2 separate regions of the Gossypium arboreum genome follow, and region 1 is linked to region 2. A link is a contact called in public Hi-C data. All regions are on one chromosome and are shown on one strand. The core of a region is the stretch at or near the end of the contact, and the rest is flanking DNA. Distances in the headings are between cores, read along the strand shown.

Region 1 (4,102 bases), core at 311-2,810, 210 kb before region 2:
TGATTCAACTGAAATTGGGCTTGTAATATATCAAAAGCCTTCCTCATATTCCTGTTATGCACACGACAGAACAAAACGTCCACCATTATGTGATCAGAAAACTAAGAAGGAAGTCTCATGGTAATCTTTTATGATCTAGTATATAATATTATTACATTGCTTACACTCGAAAGGCATGCTTCAACATGTTCACAGCTCTGTGTGCCACTTGTTATGTGTAGACAGAGTGTTCTGTCCTAAAATAATGTTGGCATAAAAGATGCTACCTTCTATTTATGTTGAAATTGCTTCTTGAGATTTCTAATTCACAATGACAGGTACAAGCCTCTTAGGCATTGTACTTCCAGACTTCCAGTTGATAGCAACGGTAATTTGCTTGGCTGGCCCTCACCATGGCCCCACAGGCTTAGGAATAAGCCTCAAAGCCTTCCAGCTGAAGCAGATGCCGAAGCTATATTCAATGAGGACACCAAACATTGGGCTGCACTTGTATCTGATGTCTATTTTGATGCTCTAGCTATAAACTGGGCTAGTTTAAGAAATGTGATGGATATGAATGCTGGTTATGGAGGGTAAGAAATAGAACTATGTTTTTACAGGTTTCTGTCATAAAGAAATCTTACTACACCATAGGCATTGTGGTTTTACAGGTTTGCGGCGGCACTTAATGAGCTTCCTCTCTGGGTGATGAATGTTGTACCAATTGATGCACAAGATACCTTGTCCATTATTTTCGAAAGGGGCTTGATCGGAATCTATCATGACTGGTGCGAGTCATTGAGTACGTACCCTCGAACATATGATCTGCTGCATTCCAGTTTTCTCTTCAAAAACCGTCAAGAGAGGTATATAAGTAATGATCTATTGCTCTGATTTGTACTTGAAAAAGAGTGAATAATGTAGAATGGTGATGCGAGATTTTGAACCTGTCTGTCAGATGTAACATTATAGATGTAGCTGTGGAAATGGATCGCATACTGAGACCTGGTGGATATCTGTTACTTCAAGACACCATGGAAACCATTCAGAAGCTGAATCCAGTACTGCGATCACTACAGTGGTCGACACGCCTTTATGAAGGCCAATTTCTTGTTGGGAAGAAGGGGTTTTGGCGTCCCAAATACTAAATGCAAGGTACACGGACCAAGGTACTTCAACTCCCACTTTATTCTTCGATTTGCAAGGAAGAAGGATTAGACTTTTGACATTTACCTCTCATTTTTTTTTCTAATATTTGGTGTAAATCGTATAGAAAAGGTCATCCAATAGAGGGATTTGGACATTTTGTTCTATATCTTTGAAGGAATAAAAAAATATCTACATATTATTATTATTATTTTTTTTAAATATGAATATGGTTGTGCTGTCTCCCTCACAATTTATTTGTTTTTACTTGATATAAAATTCCTCAAGCTCATCTTATCTTTTTTTTTTTTTAAAAAAATACTGATACAATGGTTTAGCATTGATTGGCACAATTTTATTATTTAAAAGCAATTTCTATTTCTTTGTCTGATATAAACTTCTCTTTTCTAAAAGATATTAAAAATATATTTGATAAGGACGACTCATTTTGTCGAAGATCACATGCAAGCTTAGGTGGGAACTAAGCGTCAGACGACAACAAATATCGTCCCCAAACAAAGATCACATGCAAGCTAAACAATTCTCAGTCGACACTTCCCTTAATTTCAACTGCTATATCTCTGTTCCTTCACCGCTAAATTACACCTTGGTTAGTTATTCGCAATAACATATATAAACTTCATCTGCAATGGAAAATTTGGTTGAAATTTCAGAGGCAGAAGTACGCATAAACTTCATTCTCAACACCAAATGCCGTTCTAACCTTGTTTTAAGATCCCTTTGCCCTTCTTCCCCAGTTGCTTTCAAAGTCCAGACTTCTTCACCTCATAAATTCCTTGTTAATCCCCCCAGTGGACTCGTTCCTCCTTCTTCCCATATTGCCCTCCAAATCATCCTTAAACCCCAAGACCACATCCCCCCCACTTTTCCTCGCTCTCATTCCGATCGTTTCCTCATCAGAACTGCCCCTTTCGACCTCGACTCTTATGGCTCAAATCAGTCCGGCTCGGTCAGTTCTTGGCTATCAACTCGACCCACTCAGGACATCAAGCTCAAGGTCGCCTTTGTTGGGCCGTTTCTTCTCCAACAAGCTGTTAGCCGCGGGGACTTTGAGGCAGTGAAGAACATTATCAAGCGGCAGAAATCGGTTTTGTATGATTTATCTACGAAAGAAGCTGAGTCACTCCTCCGAGTCGCGACTCAGTTGGATAACAATTCGGAGAACATGGTGAATTTGCTGCTTGAAGCGGGTTTAAGGACAGGCTCGCGTGAGGATCAAGAAGAAGATGCAAATAACAGCAATGTGGGATTTTATCAGGTGGACCCACGGTGGGAATCTAAAGGATGGAATGAGTTACACGTGGCAGTAGCACTCGATCGGACGGCTGACCTTGAGACGTTGTTAAGGAAGGGGAGACGGGAGACGTTGGCTGGGAGAGACAAAGAAGGCAGAACGCCATTGCTTTTGGCGGCGACTAAGGGAAATATCGAGTGTGCTAAGATGTTGTTAGAATCGGGTGCGGAGAAGAACGCAAAGAGCAATGATGGGAGGACTGCACTTCACAGAGCTGTAGCTAATGGGAACCGTAGGATGATTGAAATGTTGATACAATTGGATGCGGACCCCAGAATTTGCGACGATCGTGGCCATTCAGCTCTTGATAATGCTCGTGATAAGGGGCATGTAAGTAGTTTTGGTTTTTCAAATTTGGCAGGGAATTCCATTTCTCGATCAAAAACTTGGGAATATAAAAAATATAGTTTCATGGAAGGAAATATTCTTTTATAACGCTAATCATTTGTAATTAACACCTTTGAAAATAATTAATTTTGCATTTATGATTCTATATCGAAATTGTTATATTTTTAGCATTAACAAAACATTTTTATAAAATATACTAATAATAATATACTAATAATCAAGTATCTTAACGTCTGGGCACCTTGAAAATTCAATGGAAGCTTTTTAGTGGAAAAGTGAGTTGTTATTGATGATGGCAGGATGAGATGGTGGAGATTATGGAACGTGGAAAGGAAGTGTTGATGGCGGCAAGATATGGAGACAAGAGGCGGCTGCAAGCCCTTTTACAAAATGGTGGTTCCATGAATTTCCAAGACCAATACGGCTTGACACCGCTGCATGTAGCGGCCATAAAAGGCCACAAGGATGTGGTGTTGGTGCTTGTAGAAATGGGATTGGACTTAGAACGCCAGGACAATGAGGGCCACACCGCTTTGCATATGGCCGTGGAAGGTGGGGATGTAGAGGTGGTTGAAGCATTGATTGATAATGGAGCCAATGCAAATGCTAAGACCAAAACTGGGATCTCTCCTTTATACATGGCTAAAATTATGGGTTATGATCATATCTCACAGCTTCTTCTCAACAGAGGAACTTGCTCTTCTTCCTCTTCTGGTTAGGAGGTATTTACCTGAGAAAAATACTTGAATTCAATAACAGCAAACATAGAGATAGAGATAGTTGCAGTTTAATTTAGCAATAGAAGTACCTATCCCCAATGGGTTTTTGAAAAAGCTCACAGAAACGGAAACAGAGACCCTAGGGGCTACGACTCACCTTATGACCAGTGCAACTAGAACCAAGCTATGTAGTGATTTACGTTTTAAACAATATCCATTAATAATCAAATTAGTAAATATTTTAGTGTATTCGGACAAAATTGCTAACCACCGTTTTAACTATATCATAAATATGTTTAGCAATAAATTTAGAATTTTTTAAGCTACTAAATTTAATGTTAAATATAATCTTTTCTTATTGCATTTATTATTTAGTTGGCCTCATAGGTAGGGTGTTCACCGTCCTGTGGTCTGAGATCAAGTCGCGTTAATCGTATTGTTGCTAAGGCTTTGTCCTCTTCTTATATTTCATCAAAATATATATATACATGTATACAAGTTAATTTTTAAAATAGGTTTTTTTGAAGGATACCTTACGTTTAATTTTTTAAAGATATCGTGACATCAATAAGTCTAAAGTTCAGTGAGTTTGTAT
Region 2 (3,680 bases), core at 983-3,482:
TATTGGTGTGGCACATTAGCCAATTGAATGACAATACGTGACACTCTTTTTTTTTACTTTTAACTAAAGCTTATGAACCTCTTTGGAATTATTCCAAAAACACTTTTTTCTTTCTGTTCCCTCTTCTCTCTTATCTAGTTTTGTTTCGGTGGGATGGTTGGTCACTGTTGTTTCCCACCAAAACAGACCAAGAGGAGAGAAAAGGGAAAAGAAAGAACAAAAAGTATTTTGGAATAATTATAGAGAGACCCATAAGCTTTAGGCAAAAGTTTAAAAAAGAAAAAAAAGAGTGTGCCACGTGTCGTTATTCAATTGGTTAATGTTCACGTTAGCAATCTGTTAGTAAATTAATGGAATTTTTAAAGACGGTGACCAATTCGAATAATTATCTTAATTAGAGTGACTAAATTGATAAAAAAATTAATATGACTAAAATAGAAACTACATTAGTTTAGCGTGTCAAGCGGTGTAATTTATCCTAAAAATAACTAATAATATGCAATTATCGTATAATTTCCCCAAAATTAAATATATGCATGCATTAATAAAACCATCAATAAAATTATCAATTATTGCATTTGAATGTAAAAATATAATTTATTACCAAAACTCTAATGTTGTTTGTATTAGATTGGACTCATTGATTGTATCGAAAATCGATTAGGGTATCGGTTCAAAAAAAATCTTTAGATCGTTGACTTAAAAATCGGTATGAATTGATTAAATCAGGCAAAATAACTAATCAAACCAAGCAGTTAAACAAATTTTTTTTCTTAAAATTTTTAATAAATTATTTAATTGAACCGAAAGGACCGATGAATCCAATGAACAAATGACCTGATCTAAACTATCGCTTAAACTATCGATCCAATTTGAAAAACTTTGCAAAAATATTTTAACCATATTCACCGATGAATAGATGTAAAATAAAATGTAAATAAAAACATATTGAAAAAGTTAAAAAGAAAAGGCATAATTGTTGAAAATACCCTTAACATTTATGGGTTTTAGCCCTTAACTTTTTTATTTTTTGATTGACACCCTTAATATTACGATTTTTTTTTAAAAATCAACCCAATTTTAACAGTAAATATGAGTTGATCGTCAATCAACTGCACGTCAACAAAATAGCTTATATAGCATGCTACATAAGCACGATGTCATAGATAATATCATCTATAAAAAAATTATTCTGAGTGCATCAAAACCAATAAACACTAACAGTGAAATAAAAAAAAATTCTTATACTATATTCATTCACCATGAAAGCTATGATTGTAATACTACTACTGATACAAACAAAAATAAAAAATTTCTTCTACATAGAATAGATCATCAAATTAATCGCAAATACTAATGAAAGCTAATAGCGAAACCAAAGAAAAAAAAGAAGATAATTTAATTAGTACCTTGTTAAAGTTCAGTTGAGTACCTCAATGGTGAAGAAAATAGTAGAAGTAATCAAGCATCTCCGACGACGACCCGAACTCCTTCGAATCGAGCCGAACACGACCCAAATTCGGTGACCCATCTGACTTTTTCTCCAACCTTTCTTCCTCTACGGACTTCTCTAGTTTCTACTTTTTAGAAACGTCTTCAGTTTCTTCGTCATTTTCCTATCTCTTGCACTCGATTCGAAGTCATTGTTGGCATCGTCTCTGGCATTAGGGTTTTGGGCGAAGGAGTTAAGGTTTTGAGATCCATGTCTTCAGTTGGTGGGTTGGCCCTAGCGAGCTTCGACAATGCCTCTTTCTCCACCATTGAGGAAGATAAGATTTCAAACCTTAGAACGTTTGACAGTAGTGGAGGAGTTAATAGACTTTGCACAGAGGCTTTGTTTAGTTTCCCATGGGTAGATATGTGATGAGGAAAACGAATTGAGCTGCACATGTACTAGTTGATGCAGGAGGCTCCATTGGCAATAGAGACCGCAATGGAGCAAGATCATTGGTAGGTGGATTTCTAGAGAACGGATTTGTGAGAGGCTACTTGAGGAAGTTTGTTGGTTTTGTTTTATTGGTTTCCATCTAATGCAAAAACCATGAAGAAGAAAGAGAGAAAGAAAGAAGAAGTAAGAAAGGAAATAAAATGAAAAAAAAAATTATGAGATTATGCTTATGTGGCATGCCACATAAGTTACTTTGTTGATCTACAATTTGATTGACTGTGAACTAATATTTATCGTTAAAATTAGGCTGATTTTTAAAAAAATTGTAAGGTTGAGAGTGTCAATACGGGCACAAAACCAAAACTCCCTAAATGTTGAGGGTATTTTTTGAAATTATGCCAAAAGAAAATTATCCGGAACCTTAATTTACCTTTATTATTTACTGCGGCTAAAAATGAAATAAGGGAGAAATTTGTAAAGGTTGATACGTAGTTCAGTGAGTCTTTTGAGTGTACGCGTTTCAAAACCAGAAACAAATAGAAAAACGAGGAAAATTGTCTTAACTCTAATATCGTGTTAGATTCACCCACTGACTCAGCCGCGTTTCTTTTTTTTTTTTTGTTTTTTCTTCCTATCGTAGTGAAAATTTTCTGGTTTTTTTTTTTCGAGTGAAGACCTCTCAAACAAGAAGACGATGATGATGAAGAAGAACTGGAAGTTTGTAAGACTAAGACAAGAGTTTCGAGTTGGTGTTTTGCTGCTTTTATTATGTCAAAGTTTGGCTTGTTGGTCGTTGAATGAAGAAGGTAAACTTTTCACTTTTTTGTTTCAATTTTTGGGTTTGGTTTGTTTGTTGGGAAAATGGAGGGAAAACAATGGTTTTTGGTAATGGATATGCAGGATTTGCTTTGTTGAGACTAAGAGAGAGAGTGGTGAATGATCCATTTGGTGCTTTGTGGGCTTGGAAGGAAGAAGATGGAGAGATTAACCATTGTTCTTGGTTTGGTGTCGAGTGCTGTGATGGCAAAGTTATTGCTTTGTAAGTTTTTTTTGGCACCAATGATTGTTTTTGGGTGGATGATGTTTGGTTTCCGAGAAAAGAAAGGAAACATAAATGAAATCTTCTGCCTTTAATAATTTCTTATTTACTTTTTGGTCGGGAGAGTATCATTTACAATTTTGAGATATGATTGTAAGTAGTAACATAATATCAAATACTAGCTTTGATATCTAATTTACCAAATTTCAATATATATATATATTTATTTGTGAAATTGGGATTTTAAGTAGATTTTTTGGTCAGATAAAGGCACTGGTATTTGTGCTGAATACTGATTCAAAGTTTAGGCAAATTGTGATGAATTATTTCCTTTAATTTGTTTAAGGATTTGATGGACTGAATAAAAATGCAGGAATTTGAAAGATCTTTGTCTTGAAGGAACACTGGCACCTGAGCTTGGAACTCTAATTCATATTAAGTCTATGTAAGTATGATCTTTATCGGATTGTTGATATCAAAAGCAAAGTGCGATTTGGCGATCTACTTTTCTTGTATGCACTGTTCTGAAGCAATTGTTTTCCCCCACAGTATCTTGCGGAACAACTCTTTTACCGGAACTATCCCCGAAGGGATCAGCAAACTGAAGGAATTAGAGGTGTTAGACTTGGGATACAATAATTTCAATGAATCGCTTCCATCTGGACTCAGCAACGATCTCTCCCTAACAATCCAGTAAGTCAACAATTCAGTTCTCATACCCGGAGCAATGCTGTGTTTCTTTCTAGTCTTTGT

The links. Hi-C and Micro-C count contacts between places; a contact is called where the count stands out from the background.
Region 1: a Hi-C map of leaf shows a contact between it and region 2, with 3 times the contacts expected there. The contact joins the promoter of LOC108470950 here to the promoter of LOC108457727 in region 2. A contact is called at or near these places in 3 of 5 Hi-C or Micro-C datasets (all in leaf).

What each region holds. Positions count from the first base shown.
Region 1 is chr4:18,859,473-18,863,574 of ASM2569848v2, reverse strand. It overlaps LOC108470950 (protein VAPYRIN-like), which reads left to right and starts at 1,560. Exons shown (of 2, transcript XM_017772485.2): 1 at 1,560-2,770; 2 at 3,088-3,838. The coding sequence starts at 1,775. The coding sequence ends at 3,507. LOC108472615 (probable methyltransferase PMT23) reads left to right here. Exons shown (of 8, transcript XM_053027041.1): 5 at 1-120; 6 at 318-572; 7 at 651-845; 8 at 938-1,333. The coding sequence ends at 1,127. It overlaps LOC128291763 (a long non-coding RNA gene), which reads right to left and starts at 1,063. Exons shown (of 2, transcript XR_008281629.1): 1 at 927-1,063; 2 at 114-824.
Region 2 is chr4:18,652,819-18,656,498 of ASM2569848v2, reverse strand. It overlaps LOC108457727 (probable inactive receptor-like protein kinase At3g56050), which reads left to right and starts at 2,232. Exons shown (of 8, transcript XM_017756816.2): 1 at 2,232-2,694; 2 at 2,789-2,927; 3 at 3,301-3,372; 4 at 3,477-3,620. The coding sequence starts at 2,583. It overlaps LOC128291762 (a long non-coding RNA gene), which reads right to left and starts at 2,221. Exons shown (of 2, transcript XR_008281627.1): 1 at 1,410-2,221.